2 separate regions of the Zea mays genome follow, and region 2 is linked to region 1. The links are chromatin contacts, called in public Hi-C maps. All regions are on one chromosome and are shown on one strand. The core of a region is the stretch at or near the end of the contact, and the rest is flanking DNA. Distances in the headings are between cores, read along the strand shown.

Region 1 (7,229 bases), core at 1,397-3,896:
GAGGCTCTGGACTCAACATGAGGTTCTCCTTGCACTCTCACTCGCTTCTTCTTTGGTCTTCCAGACTGGGCATGATAAAATGGAGGATCCACATCAGACAAGTCTGTGCTTGACCATTGTCTCTTGTCTGGCACAAGCATAATCATACCTCATATGTGGCTACATATTTCTCCCTAGTGAAGAATAATGACATAGTTTTCTGGCTTGTGTTTGAACTCATGAATAGCAGCCACTCCATGTGAGCATGGCACTCCAGTAACACCCCACTTGTAGCATCCACATTTGTGATTGTTGAGATCAACAACATATTGACTGTCTCCACTTGTGACTTGCCATATCCCATGCCTAGCACAGACGGCCCTACAATATGAAGCATTTTTCTTCTCAAACTCAAGCTTTTTCTGATAATTTGGAGTTATGAACCATGTGTCCTTCTTTGCATCATCTATTTTAATATTAATAGACTCCATCAACTTAGTCCTAATGTGCTCCACCATCGTGCACACAGGTTCTTCTCTTGCCTCCAAAATCCAAGAATTGTATGACTCACTAATGTTATTAACGACCAAGTCAGTTTTAGCATGGGGGCTGAACCTATGCCTTGACCAATGCTTACTATCAATGTCAAACAACCATTTCCATGCTCTAGTGTTTTCTTTCTTAATATCATCCATAGCTTGTTTGAAATCAAACTCCTTGTACGCATAGGCAGCCCTATCCATTAGCTCTTTTAGTCGGGGACCCTTGAACCCAGCCTTTGAAAAGTTAGCATACAAGTGCCTCAAACAATATATATGCTCTACATGTGGGAAAATGGCCCTAACACCGTCTTTTAGACCCTGCATAAAGCAAAGAAAGAATCACACATAAAGCAAAGAAAGAATCACACATAAATTGTAGACTTTTGTCGGATGGTACTCACCACCAATCTTCTGCACTGCGTATCTCTTTGCTCTATAGGCTTTGGTAAGTGAGATCCCCACCTGTGTGTCCCTAAGGACGGTGTCCCTAAGGGACTTAACTCGCCAATCTTTCTCACTTCTGAAAAAATGCTCATACTCTGTGCCAATCCAGTTAGCATCCATTTGCTTCACCGTGTGACTTTTCCCACAAGTGTGGTCCTTTACATACTTCTTGATGTTGAAGGAACGACCATCTGGAAGTCTAGAGGCATATATATACCAAGCACAGTCTACAATTTTGCACTTTGCTGAAACTTGCACAGGATCATTCTTAGGTCTCATAACTTCTCTACCCTCACAGATGATCAAATTCTTTAGTGCTGCTCTAAATTGCTTCAAATCGGTAAAAACTGTTCCAACATCCATAATTGGGTGTCTCATGGTTGAATTGTCAAACCTCACATAATCTACCCCGAGAGACCGATGCACATATATACCCTCACCATCAAAATTTATGGGACTGTGAACACCTTCATTAACCTCATCCGACAAATAAACCCTTTTATCAATTTCATTTATCAATTGTCCTGTATGATCCTTTTGAATTTGTTTCAAATCACTGTTATTATTTATAACATATAAATCTCCATCATCTTCTTCAGTTTCCCATGCGACATATTCTTCATCATCTTCCCATACATCCCTTTCTTCACCTTCCCATACATCACCATCTCCTTCTTCAGTTCCCAAAATGAACAATTTGCACACCTTAAGGCCCTCATGGTCCTTCATCAACTGTTGTACATGTTCTGCACTATCCATCAAAACAAGACCTTGTGGTGCCGTATGGCCAGGTTTTAAATAGTACAAGGTGGCATTTCCTTCGTAGCCATGGTACACAAGATTTTCCTGCATTATAAACCAATCAACCCCTTGTGGCTACATAAATCTCATGTAACCAACCCTTCCACCAGAATAACCATCTACACTACCATCAAATTTCACTCCAACACGCACTTGAAACTCCATACAAAGGATCTGCGTAGTCCCAAAAATATGCATGAAACAATATTCAGTTTTCTGTTCCGAGATGGTACCGAAATTGAATGGACAGTAGCACTGAAGCTCCATACGAAGGAAATACCTGTGGTCTAGGTGATGACAGATTGTCGTCGTCCTCAGATCCAGCAGCCGCCATTGTGAACGGTTAGGGGAGAACGAGTTAAAGAGGATAAAGTAGAAGAAAATGCATTGACACAGGGTCAAGGTGAGGAATATGACTCCAGGGAGCCAGTTCGAGCCGATGGGACGTGGGTCCAAGGACCTTAGCCCTCACTGATGCGTCATGGCTCCATTGCAGGGAGCTCACGCCCTCGCCCTCGCAGCCATCCGCTAGCACAGGGACCAAGCCTTCGCGCCGGGATCACGCCTCCGCGCCGGGGAGCTTCGCCTCCTCTAGAAATCATCCTCGCTGATGGGTTGCGGCGTTGGGGGCTCGCGCCCAGGCAGCCCGCTTACGCGTTGGGATCGTCGTTAACCCGCCTCGAGGGCCATTAGCAAGAGCGCCAGTGATGTTGCACGGTGGCAGCGTCGAGGGGCGTGGGCGCCAGCGCCGCCAGGAGCCAAGCTTAATGAGTTTTAGATGAGCCAAAGATGAAGCCGTGTGTCTGCTATAGATTTAGACCACCTAATTTGGAGGGAGGAGTTTGGCATAATAAAAGTTGTAAGTGGGTATTTGAAAACACCCCAAACTTGTAAGTGGGTTTATGCAGTTTTCCCTAAAAGTAAATGCCAGGAGTAGGGAGCGCAGACCGGTCCGGTCATCTCGTGGCCTACGGCCCCCACTTGATTGCACCAACTCCAGGCCCGCCGCGCTTCGAGCAGCGCTTCCTTCACCCCGTGGCCTACAGCCCACAGTCCGCTCGGCCCGTCGCCGCGCTCGCTCCTCTGGTCGGTGGACGTCACCGTGGCGACGACTGGGCGACTGCCGACGGCCGCTGCTGCCGCCCTAGACCAGGTGGCCAGCTCTTGTCCGGGACCGTTGCTGGCGACGAGAATCCAATAGGTATGCCCACCCCTTCCCTTCTCTTCCTGCAACCGAGCACCCAAACCCTAACTGAAGTTATTTCCAGCAGCGACCGTCGCCTGGAAATTTTAGTGGGCATCAAAATGAACTAACAAACTAATTTTGCAAAAGTAGAGCGGCATGTATACAATTAATCCATCTTCAAAAAGCACTAACAGAATCAAGAGCAGAGTGCATATCATGTTTTGGAAATTAAAGACCATAAGTTCAGGTTCCAATCCCCAGAAAACACTAGAAAAAAGTATTTTTTAACCAGACAACTGCTCACCTAATTAAACTATGAGTTTCCATTTTCCACCAGGTGGCCAGCTCGTGTGCAAGTTCAGCGAACTCCCGGAGCCCTCGTCGCCGTCGATCCTTCCGCGGCTCTATCCGCTGGGCCGTCGACCATGGTGAACCACACTTTCACACTCCGTCCCTGCACACGTCTTGCTCCCTGTTCGAATTCGTCGCTGCTTTTCGTCTTACCCCTTTATCGTTCGCTCGCAGTTCTCCATCGCGGCCATCAACGAGAGCGACTCCGGTGGCCAATGGGAGCCGCTTGCGCCCACCAAAGAAGCTCAGGTGGGTATCCTTCTCCTCCCTGGTTTCTTATCGCTCTGAACTTGCCATCGCCTGGAAATTTTAGTGGTCTGTTTCTTCATCTTCTGGGTTGTCATGAGCTAGGGCTTACGATTTGTGGAAAGCAACGTGTTGGGTCAATCGTGTCTCATCTGACGAAACTATTTTGTAATTGCTCTGTCAAGCCAAAAGCCATCGTCGAGAGATCATGCTGTGCATCACAATCGTCCCCCCTGTTATTCGGTGTACAGGATAGAGTAAAATCCAGAAAATTTCAAGACTAAAATCCACACTTAAGCTGGCATGACCTTTTAACTTAGGTACAACGCCAAGAACAATGCCGCTCATCTATCAGTACTGCATGTTGGACCAACACTGGTAATTTTAGATATTGAAGTGTATAGTTCTTAGTTCTCACTAGTCGTTTGAACTGCAGTTTCTATTGGTAGACATAGGTGGGCATGAAGGTGATTAGTTCTTTAAGATTTAAGATGCTAATCTTTATGTTGAGTTATACTGTGATTAAAATGAAGATAAACATATAGTAGTGTGGTCTGTGGTGTCAGGATTTGTTTTCATAAAAATTCTTTCTGCATGCTTAGGTCTGTTTGTTAAGGTATATGCTAGTGTAAAAGATGGTGCTCTCAGACATATCCATGATTCAAAATTAAATTAGTGGTTGTGACGAAGAATTTTGAGCTGGGAAGGCAGTGTCCACAGGCAATTGCTTAGAGCCCTGCCCTGCTGTGTATCCTTAAAATTGACATGAATTTAGGACCCTTGTGATTTATACATCTATGCCAAATTGCCAAGTGCTACTTTTCTCTATGTGGAAGGAGATACATGCATGGAAAGTTTTGCGCGAGCCTTGAGTGTATCACAGACTATCACAGCTGAGAGGGATATCTGAAGGATATATCATGATTCATGATTAAGTTAATGTGAAGATCTGACTAAAATTGTGCTTGCAGTAAACAAAACAGTTCTGGTTGGGAACCACAGATCTCTTAGGAACATTGTATTCTGATCTGACTAAAATTGTGCTTGAAATGAACAAAACAGTTATTGGCAACCTCAGATGCTTAGATATATTAGGAACAAATGTATTCCGATCTGACTAAAACCGTGCTTGCAGTGAGCAAAACAGTTCTTGTTGGGAACCTCAGATCTCTTAGGAACAAATGTGATCTGATCTGACTAATATTGTGCTTGTAGTGATAAAAAAGCTCTTGTTGGGAACATCAGATATCTTAATTTTTTTGAAAAATGCAGGAGAGCTGCGCATATTTATAGATAAGATAGAAGAAAGGGTCTAACAAGAGAGGTACAGGTTAGGGACACCTGCACCCACACGCACGCACTATCAACTGAAACAAAAACTGCAGATTACAATACAATAAAGAACATACTCTACCCTACCTCCCTAAGAGCATCAGCTAGGCCCAAAACTCCTAGTTGGTTAGCTCCAGCCAACACCCAGTAGGAAGATTCTTTTAGGATGCTGCACTTCATCTTTCCAATGGAGGGTGAATCTTTATCAAAGACAACCCGGTTCCTCTGAAGCCAAAGACACCAAGCCCCTAGGATGACAGCGCTGTTAAGGCCCTTCTTCATGTCTTTGTGACTCCCTCTGTTCGTAAGGCGTCGCCTAGGCGTCGCCTAGGCGACGCCTAGGCGTCCGGGCGGTGGTCTAACGCCTAGGCGCCTTGCCCGCCTACCTCGCCTAGGCGTCGCCTAGGCGCCGCCTAGGCGTCCAGGCGGTGGTCCAACGCCTTGGACCGCCTTACCGCTGACTCCTAGAGCACACTTCCCTCTACCAATCTGCAAAGGAGGAAACCTCCGCCCGGAGTGAGATGCCCTAATCTGAAAGGAGACAAGATGATGTACCAAAACTGTCTAGCAAAGACACAAGATGTACCCCCAATAATATCTTTGTTCTTAAACCTTAACTTGTGTAAAATTAATTGATCTCATGTGACTATTGATATTTTAGGGGGTATTATTGGTGGAAAATGGAAACTCATAGTTTAATTAGGTGAGCAGTTGTCTGGTTAAAAAAATACTTTTTTTCTAGTGTTTTCTGGGGATTGGAACCTGAACTTATGGTCTTTAATTTCCAAAACATGATATGCACTCTGCTCTTGATTCTGTTAGTGCTTTTTGAAGATGGATTAATTGTATACATGCCGCTCTACTTTTGCAAAATTAGTTTGTTAGTTCATTTTGATGCCATGGCGTGGCGTGGCATGAAAATGAACTAGTTTCTAAATTTTCAAAATTGGAGTGCCATACTTCTAATTAGCCTGAAGAAGGATTAATTGTAACCCTTTGAAGAATGGAGCATTTCTACTTTCCTTGAACACCTTTCTGTATCTTTTTGTCTATATCAATTATTGGGTGGGGTAGGGGTGTATCCAAAGTAACACCTAACCACAACACGTTGATCTAATTTCTGTAGCTTTTGTCTATATCAATTATTGGGAGTCCTATCACATGAGAGGAGAATCCACGTACATATTATTGTTGCTGAGTTATTTTTTTGACATATTGGTTCTTTTTTCATGAATTTATTGGATGAAGTGTTGATCTATTGGGTGCAAGTTATTAAGGTTAACTGCAATTTAGATAAGTATGGGTTAATATAAGAAAATGCTGAATAGCGAGTAGTATCTGATTTATATGTTCTGATATTTCGTTTCTTGTGGCAAGAGTGAAATTTTCAGTGTTGAATGTTCTTAATGCTTGTCTCATTGTCATTGTATTACTGAGATTACCTTTTGATGCTGCCAGGAATTTGCGCTCTCTCAGAAGTACCATGAGGGACTCCTCAAGTTGCAACAAAAAGACTATGCAAAAGCTCGTGAACTTCTCGAGGATGTTTTAAAGGACCCACTAATATCAAATGTTCAGGCAATGCCACTTTTATTTCTTTTGCATTTTCTTTTGTTATCATATTTGTAACAGCAATTAGTTTACTCAACAGGCTGATAACATTGGCAGTGATCAGCATTTGCTGCAGCTAAGGTTCTTCTCTCATCCTTTTTATTAATGGTAAAGATGTATATAGTTGGTTGTTATTTTAAATGGGCATAGAGTACTGAAGAAACATAAAAATGGAAGACCATTCACAGAACAATTTAATTGCATAAAACTGTGTTGCCTCTAAATTTTATGGCACGAGATATTATAGATTTCTTGCTATAAGTGACTTCGGAAGACCAATTTTGCCCTGTAAGTGATCGTAATTTGAATATCCATGTTCTAGGTTCATAATCTGAACTACTAGAAATGCAAAATAAGGCAATGGTGTAGCACTATACAAGAAAGACTGCTCATTTTGTTTGAAAACATATCCCTTTTCTGGTAGTTATGAACCTATGGTTCTAATATGTCATAACACCATCATAAGCTTATTGTGCCTGTAATATGCTTTAGTTTTATTCTACAAGTGCATATTGTTATAAAATATGAGGACACTATGCCCAAATATATACACTTATATAAGATAGAGAATGTCTAAAACAAAGATTATATATGAGACATAATACAACAAGGACACATGCATAGGGAGTTAAGGACCTAACACCCCCAAACTCAAGGTGGATCATACACACTGAGTTTAGAGAGATAAAAGCTATACTGAGCTCGGGTCTGCGCCTTTGTGAAGAAATCAACCAACT
Region 2 (7,229 bases), core at 3,468-5,967, 400 kb before region 1:
GGCCAAATCGCCACGCCAACCGACCAAATCGCAGGGGCATTTAATGCAAAGGTGGCCTGACACCTTTATCCTGACGCGCGCCCTCCAGTCGACAGAGCCGAAGTGACCGTAGTCACTTCGCCGCTCCACTGACCGGTCTGACAAGAGGACAGCGCCGCCTGCGCCGCTCCGACTGTTGTGCCACTCGACCGAGTGAGGCTGACAAGCAGCCAGGCCCGGCCTCAGGCGCCATAGGAAACTCTGCTCCGCCCGACCCCAGGGCTCGGACTCGGGCTCAGCCCCTGAAGACGACGAACTCCGCTCCACCCGACCCCAGGGCTCGGACTCGGGCTCAGCCCCTGAACACGACGAACTTCGCTCCGCCCGACCCCAGGGCTCGGACTCTAGCTCAGCCCCGGAAGACGACGAACTCCGCTTCGCCCGACCCCAGGGCTCGGACTCGACCTCGGCCTCGAAAGACAGACTCGACCTCGACCTCGGAGGAGCCTCCACGCCCAACCCAGGGCACGGACCGACCACGTCAACAGGAGGCGCCATCATTACCCTACCCCAAGCTGACTCAGACTACGGGGAACAAGACCGGCGTCCCATCTGGCTCGCTCCGCCAGACAAGTAATGATGGCGCCCCACACGCTCCATGACGACGGCGGCTCTCAGCCCCCTTACGGAAGCAAGAGGACGTCAGCAAGGACTCGACAGCCCCGACAGTTGTCCTTCCGCCAGGCTCCAGCGCTCCTCCGACGGCCACGACATCACACGAACCGGGTGCCAAAACCTCTCCGGCTGCCACGATGGCATGTACTTAGGGCGCTAGCTCTCCTCCGCTAGACACGTTAGCACACTGCTACACCCCCATTGTACACCTGGATCCTCTCCTTGCGCCTATAAAAGGAAGGACTAGGGCCCTCTTACAGAGGGTTGGCCGCGCGGGGAAGGACGGGACGTCGCTCGCGTGAGGCCGCTCGCTCCCTCCCGCGTGGACGCTTGTAACCCCCTACTGCAAGCGCACTCGACCTGGGCACGGGACAAACACGAAGGCTGCGGGATTTCCACCTCTCACGCCCATCTCCCTCCGGCTGCCTTCCCCCTTCGCGCTCCGTCTCGCGCCGACCCATCTGGGCTGGGGCACGCGGCGACAGTTTACTCGTCGGTCCAGGGACCCCCGGGTTTCGAAACGCCGACAAGAGTGTTTGGTAGAAATTCAGCAGATTTATTTGAAACTTTAAAACGTTTTTGGTAGCCAAACGCACCAAGTTAACTTGGTAGCATAGTGGCACGTGTCTTTCTCCCTATAATATAAATAATAACTAGGAGAAGTTTAATAACTCGCTCCTCTATTATTTTGAAACACAATATAAACGCACATATGTACACACGAAATATGAAAATTCTAGAGCAGACAGTTTTTGAGATTGAAGAAATTATCACAAGCACATCGTTGTCGACAAAATGACACCTAACTTAAAAATTACATATAACATTAAAAGAACAATGCTTTGTTTGGATGTCGATATTAGAGGGTATAGAATTGAATTGCATTGAATATCAAATCAACCATGGTATTAAAATAAGATGCAATTGCAATTCTATTGTTTGAATGTCATTGTATTGAAGTTTAGAATTTGGTGGCCTAATTTCACGCAATACGGGGGTGTGGCGCTCTGTATTGGAAGATGTAGTTTCTAGTTATAGTCTAATACCACGGAACTGACTCTCTGATTATAAATCTTAATTTTATATGCAACTAAACGATAGAATTTGAAAAGCCGGTTCTAGTTTCCAATTTTGTATATCAATTTCTACATCTAAAGGTGGTATAAAATAATTTAGTGCTAAAATAAACTAAAAATGGTATAGTCAATATTCGTGCTCAGACGTATTGTCTCATTGTGGGTGCCGCTGATAAGATAAGCTGGCGTTGGCATGTGTGCCAATCAGCGCTGCAACATGGGAGAAAACAATGCAACAACGACACCCTGGTTGAGCAGCAGTAGTACTGTAACATATGCGCTTAGATCTCGAAATCCCATCCATTTGCATATGTTAAATTGAAATATGTAGGATTCTTGTCAATTACGGAAGATGTGAGTTGCATATGTCGTCGTGGGTTGCGCGTCTAATTATGCCATCCAGGTGTTGCATATCTAGCGGTTTTAAAAATAGAGGAAGGACATGCTAGTAATCATGTGTTAAAAAACCTAGAAACTGGTTTCTTAAAAACTAGGTTTCGAACACCCGCACTCATTTTTTTCTTCATAAACCAGTTTATAGAAGCTGAAAATAAAAACTAGTTTTTAAAAAACTAGTGTATTTCCAAACAGACCCTTGGTCGTCAATAAATACAGTCCGATCTTTTGTAGTTTATGATTTAGAGAATCATCCTATTTCTTGAATTTAGTGAAATAATTTTGTTTCTCATGTAAACCCTAATTGTTAGCGTATTTTAAAGAATGAGATGATAATGACTACTTTATTCTGTTTCCAAAAAAAAAACTAAAGAGTGGATTCATGATAAGATAATGGAACACATCAATTAGTCCCTTCAACGAACCATACAAACCAAACATCCCCTTCAACGAAACTGACGCCAATGGCGACCGACACGCCTGGTTGCGTATGCTATTTCAGGTACCTGAAGAGAAAGAAGCCTAGGAGTAAGTACATGGTTGCGCACAGTTTTTCTAAACGTAACAAGCCAAACGCTTCTTCGATAGCTGAACATACCAACCGTCGTAGGCTCGCAGCTAGACATCCCGTGGTAGTATTAGCAGGATAATGATAAGAAAGAATAAACAGTGGAGAAGGAGGAACAGCGCAGCCCCGGCCGGTGCGTTTGGGTCTTCCGGGCGTCAGAAGAGCCAAGTAAGGCCTTGTTCGTTTCCGTCGGATTACACCCGGAATCGTTCCAGCTAATCAAAGTTTGTATAAATTAGAGAAACAATCCGGCCAGGAATCATTCCGACCCACCAATCCGGTAGAAACGAACAAGGCCTAAGCAGTAGCCAAGCACTCACCGGCGGCGGGCGGCCCCCGACCGATCGCGCCCGTGGAGGGGCGCCGTTACGTTCGTTACCGGCGGCGCCGGGTTTCCGAACGCGGGGCGCAACCACCTTGCGTTTTGGTGTCGAGAAGAGGAAGACAACTCAGGCTGCATTTTTCTTTCTTTTTTTAATGGTATATGGCATACCTTACCTCACCGAACCAAACAAAGACTGCAATCACCCAGCGCGGCTGCCATTTCGTTTGCATTAGCGTTATCGTTCGTCGAACCAAACACGTCGTATGTGTGGTCGGACGGGATTCGAATTCGACCCATGCTTCTACTACTACTATAGCAGAAGAGCGACGAAGCGTCTGCAGTCTGCACACGACATATGCCTTCATTGCGTACATAGTACGACACAGAAGTGTGTGTGTGGGGGGGGGGGATCTTCCGTACGTCGCAGCGCACGCAGATCGAACGGCAGCGGCAGCCGCCCGGGATGGAGGACACGCCGCGCCTGCTTCCGGACGACGTTCTCGCGGATGTTCTAGCCCGCCTGGCGCCGCGTCGCCCTGCGTCCGCAGGCAGGGCGTGGCGCGCCGTCGTGGACGTCCGTTGCCGCAAGCACCAAACCGGTTGATAAACTCTGTTAACCGATCGATTTTTATCGGTAATCGGTCTCGCCCGGTTTGGCCGTATCATTTAAATTTGGAGTGTTTTATAAATTTTGAATAAATTTGATGTCAATTTTTTTATGAATACTATGAATTATTTTAAGACTTTTCATTGAAACCAAACTTGAAAACACGCTATGGATTTCAAACTAAAAATCAAATAAGTTTCAAAAAAATTTAAAACCATCAATTTTGCCTATTAGTCGTCCCTTGGTAGTCGATTAATCGGTCCCACGTAGAGATAAACCGATGTCATCTAGTAGCTAGGGTTTGAGGATTTTATTCCTTTTAACTTCAAATCTTTTAACTTGTGGTAACATTTGTGCCATCTTGTGTCCAGATTTTGTGACCTCAATATACTTTATTTGCCAAATGACACGTGGTTCGATTTTCTTCACACGTGCTACCGATTTATCGATTCAATGAACGATAGTGGCAAGCGATGATGAGACTGATAGTGGTAATAAAAGTCCACAATACTAAGAGTCTACCGATATCAGTTCAACGATGTATTCTGATGATGCAAATGGTGGTGCTGACGATAGCGGTGTTGGTCATCTCTACTTCTCTATGTGAATTATCCGTTTCATGAGGTGACATCAACCAATGAGGTAGGTGTACCAATGGAAGGAGTCTGGATACTACCAAATATTGATGAAGTCGTGGAGCACGGCTTCTACGTGCACCCATCAGACTTGAGCAGAGTACAAGTAAGTTCTCTTGGTGTACACACTTCTTTTGCAGCATTTTGCAGCAGTCTCCCAGAATTTAAGCCAGTAAGTCCCCTTGAGAATAACCTGCATAACTAAAGGTATATGTTTTCATTAAATTCAATATAATTGCGGCATAACCAAATTAACCAGAACTATGACAGCTACCCCAATTATAATTTGTTTCTTATGAGCAATTTCTTTGCTACTTTACCATGTCTCTATAATATGATTAATATTATTAGATTTATCTATATTTAGAGCAATAAAAATAACTCTCCAGACCGCTGTAGCCAAATAACATTCGAAGAATGGCAAATGCTTTTGACGAATCATGAAATTGATTTGGGGATGGAATAATTTCAAGAGCCCACGCAGGCCGTTGAGTGCAATCTGTTCGGAGCAGATAAGATGGGCGCCAAGCCCACGAGCCGAAGTTATCAAACGCAGCACTCGCCAGTCGCCACCCCGATGCTACTGGTGCGCGCCCCGCCGTCTCCCGCGCCGCTCTCGGCGGCGGCCAATTTCCCGGCTGATCTGGAGCGCCCCCTTCGCCTTCGCGGTCTGTCCTCTTCCCGTGCCGGCGTTACTACGGCCACTGCCACGGCGAAGCCGGCGGCTTCCTCCCTGGGCGGGCAAAAGCGCAAGCAGGTGACGAGCGTGGCGAACCCGCTGGTGAAGCACTGCGTCAAGCTCCGGCTCTCCGCCGCGTACCGACGCTCCTGCCGCCGCCTCCTCCTCGTCGGCCTCGCGCCTATCCTGTACTCTGCAGCTCCAGGCCCGTGTCATCCTACCTGTCCCGCCAGTCTTCTCTTCCTAAACCTGTGCTTCTGCCCCTTGCTACAGGGAGGTGTGTAGTTTTGAGCTCGAAGCCATCGATTACTTGCTTCTCCTGGACGGCGTAGAGGCCCCAGAGGCGCTGCGCGAGTTCTCTGGTGATATATTGTATGTCAGCGCCGCGGTGATGAAGAAGGTGTCCGGGATGCAGTCGGTTGATTCCACCGAGGCGGTTGCTGTCATGCACATGCCTAACCATTTCCGCGATCTCGGGAGCCATCAGGATGGGGATGCTCTTGATGGTTTGTTCAGTTATCCAAAGAGGATTCTAGTCCTTGATGGGATTCAGGTGAGGATATGCAGTACCCACCACCAAGTCCACCATTGTGCAGACATGATTGCTGTCATTCTTTATGCAGTAGAATGCAAAGCATGATTCAATCCATGTACATTGTTTTTATTTGAAGCAGATGTAGATATGCACATTTACATGTACTGAATTTCATGCAATGCGCGTCTCATGTTAACCATGGTTCACCTACCTTGCAGGATCCTGGCAACCTTGGAACACTGATAAGATCAGCTTGTGCATTCAAATGGGTATGCCATATTCTTTCCTTAAGGTCACTTGTTGGAGTATGTCAGACAGTACTACTGCTGCATCACATAATGTTAAATAATATATTTCTGCTTTGCCTGAGAGTTTTGGGAATGCCACTTATCATCGGGATGTGACACGATCAAAAGATAGAGGGCGTAGACCAGGGACCGATGCATTGGGGCATCGACACGGCTGTGAGCACACACACGATGTAGAAAGGTTTGGACTGCCTGAGCATAATATCCTATGTCCTTTGTATGTTTAATGTATAGATGCAAGTGTGGACAATGTTTACACACTCAGGTGATGTTTGAGCTAGCGAGTGGGCAGAGCCCTATCTGCCCTTGCAATGTCTACTGCCAAGCCGAGCGAGAGAGCTTAGATTCAAGCGAGAGCCCTTATTATGTGCTAACTCCTAGCTGTTGTGTCCAAGTGAGCTTTTGGCCCTTGAACTTGAACCCAAGACCAAAAAGCCTGATCAGAAGCCAAAAGGCTAAGCCAAAGAGTGAGGCCCTTTTGTATGTTGCTCTACACCTCCCTTTTATAGCACAATGGAGGAGAGAGAGTTGCATCCCTGCACGGATTGTGGGCCCTACCTAGTAGAGATCCAACTACTATCTTGTCGTAGTTGTTGTACCGTATGAGGAGCATGCCTCCGATACGTCACAACGGCCAGTGTGACATGGCACATGTAGGTATGGTGCCCAAGGCGTCGAGCACGTCGTAGTTGGTAGTTGTTGAAGGCTGACACACTGCATAGTCCTTTAGGATACACCTGCAACCTGAGGCGTAGCAACAATGTTGCCTTTGACCGCTACGTCACCTTTCACAATAAATACGATGGATGGAAGCCTTATCTTAATTGCTTGGCTTCATGTGCGCCGACTTGGTTGAGATGCTTGTGGTCCTGGGGCCATGCCGCTAGAGGGTCGTTCTTCCCCTCGGGTCGCCTTGGGAGTGCGGGGATCCTTTGTAAGCCCCTTGGCTTGTAGGGCTTCGAGGCCTAGCCCGGCATGGGGTTTGGCCCCTTGGGTGCAGGGCCCCGGGAATGCTAGGATGGCTCCGAGTCAGGCCCTCTGTGGGTTCGTATTCTGTCGATGAAGTTATGAAGGGCGTTTTGCCAGCATCCTAGGGTATGTTTTTACCCAGACGTTGACAGTGCCCCCCATGCCACCGTAGGCCCAAGGAGGCTTGTATGTGGTATCATCTTTATGCAAACGTCTGATAGAACGAGTTTGCCATGCGAGGGGGGGGGGGCAATGTCTGCTTCAACCTGCCTGCACTAGCGGCCAATGTGTCAGGCAACAGTCATGCCATATGACTTCCGAGTTATAAGGGTCGTGCAACGCTTCTGGTGTTGTGTTCGGTAGTTGTAAGAGGGAGAGAAGGGCGCTTTATATCTTGGGTGTGTGGTCCCATCTTTTTTCCTTCACTACTTTGCGCAATTCGCCGCACTTGCCATCAAGTTCTCTCTCCCCCCTATA

What was found. Hi-C and Micro-C count contacts between places; a contact is called where the count stands out from the background.
Region 2: a Hi-C map of leaf shows a contact between it and region 1, with 3 times the contacts expected there. The contact joins the promoter of LOC100193597 here to the promoter of LOC103643822 in region 1. A contact is called at or near these places in 11 of 25 Hi-C or Micro-C datasets (bundle sheath, ear, endosperm and 4 more).

The regions. Positions count from the first base shown.
Region 1 is chr1:267,917,073-267,924,301 of Zm-B73-REFERENCE-NAM-5.0, reverse strand. LOC103643822 (calcineurin-binding protein 1) reads left to right here and starts at 2,646. Exons shown (of 22, transcript XM_020546868.2): 1 at 2,646-2,967; 2 at 3,290-3,380; 3 at 3,478-3,552; 4 at 6,340-6,459; 5 at 6,533-6,573. The coding sequence starts at 3,378.
Region 2 is chr1:268,321,947-268,329,175 of Zm-B73-REFERENCE-NAM-5.0, reverse strand. LOC100193597 (spoU rRNA Methylase family protein) reads left to right here and starts at 4,717. Exons shown (of 4, transcript NM_001138700.1): 1 at 4,717-5,128; 2 at 5,214-5,493; 3 at 5,694-5,744. The coding sequence starts at 4,779.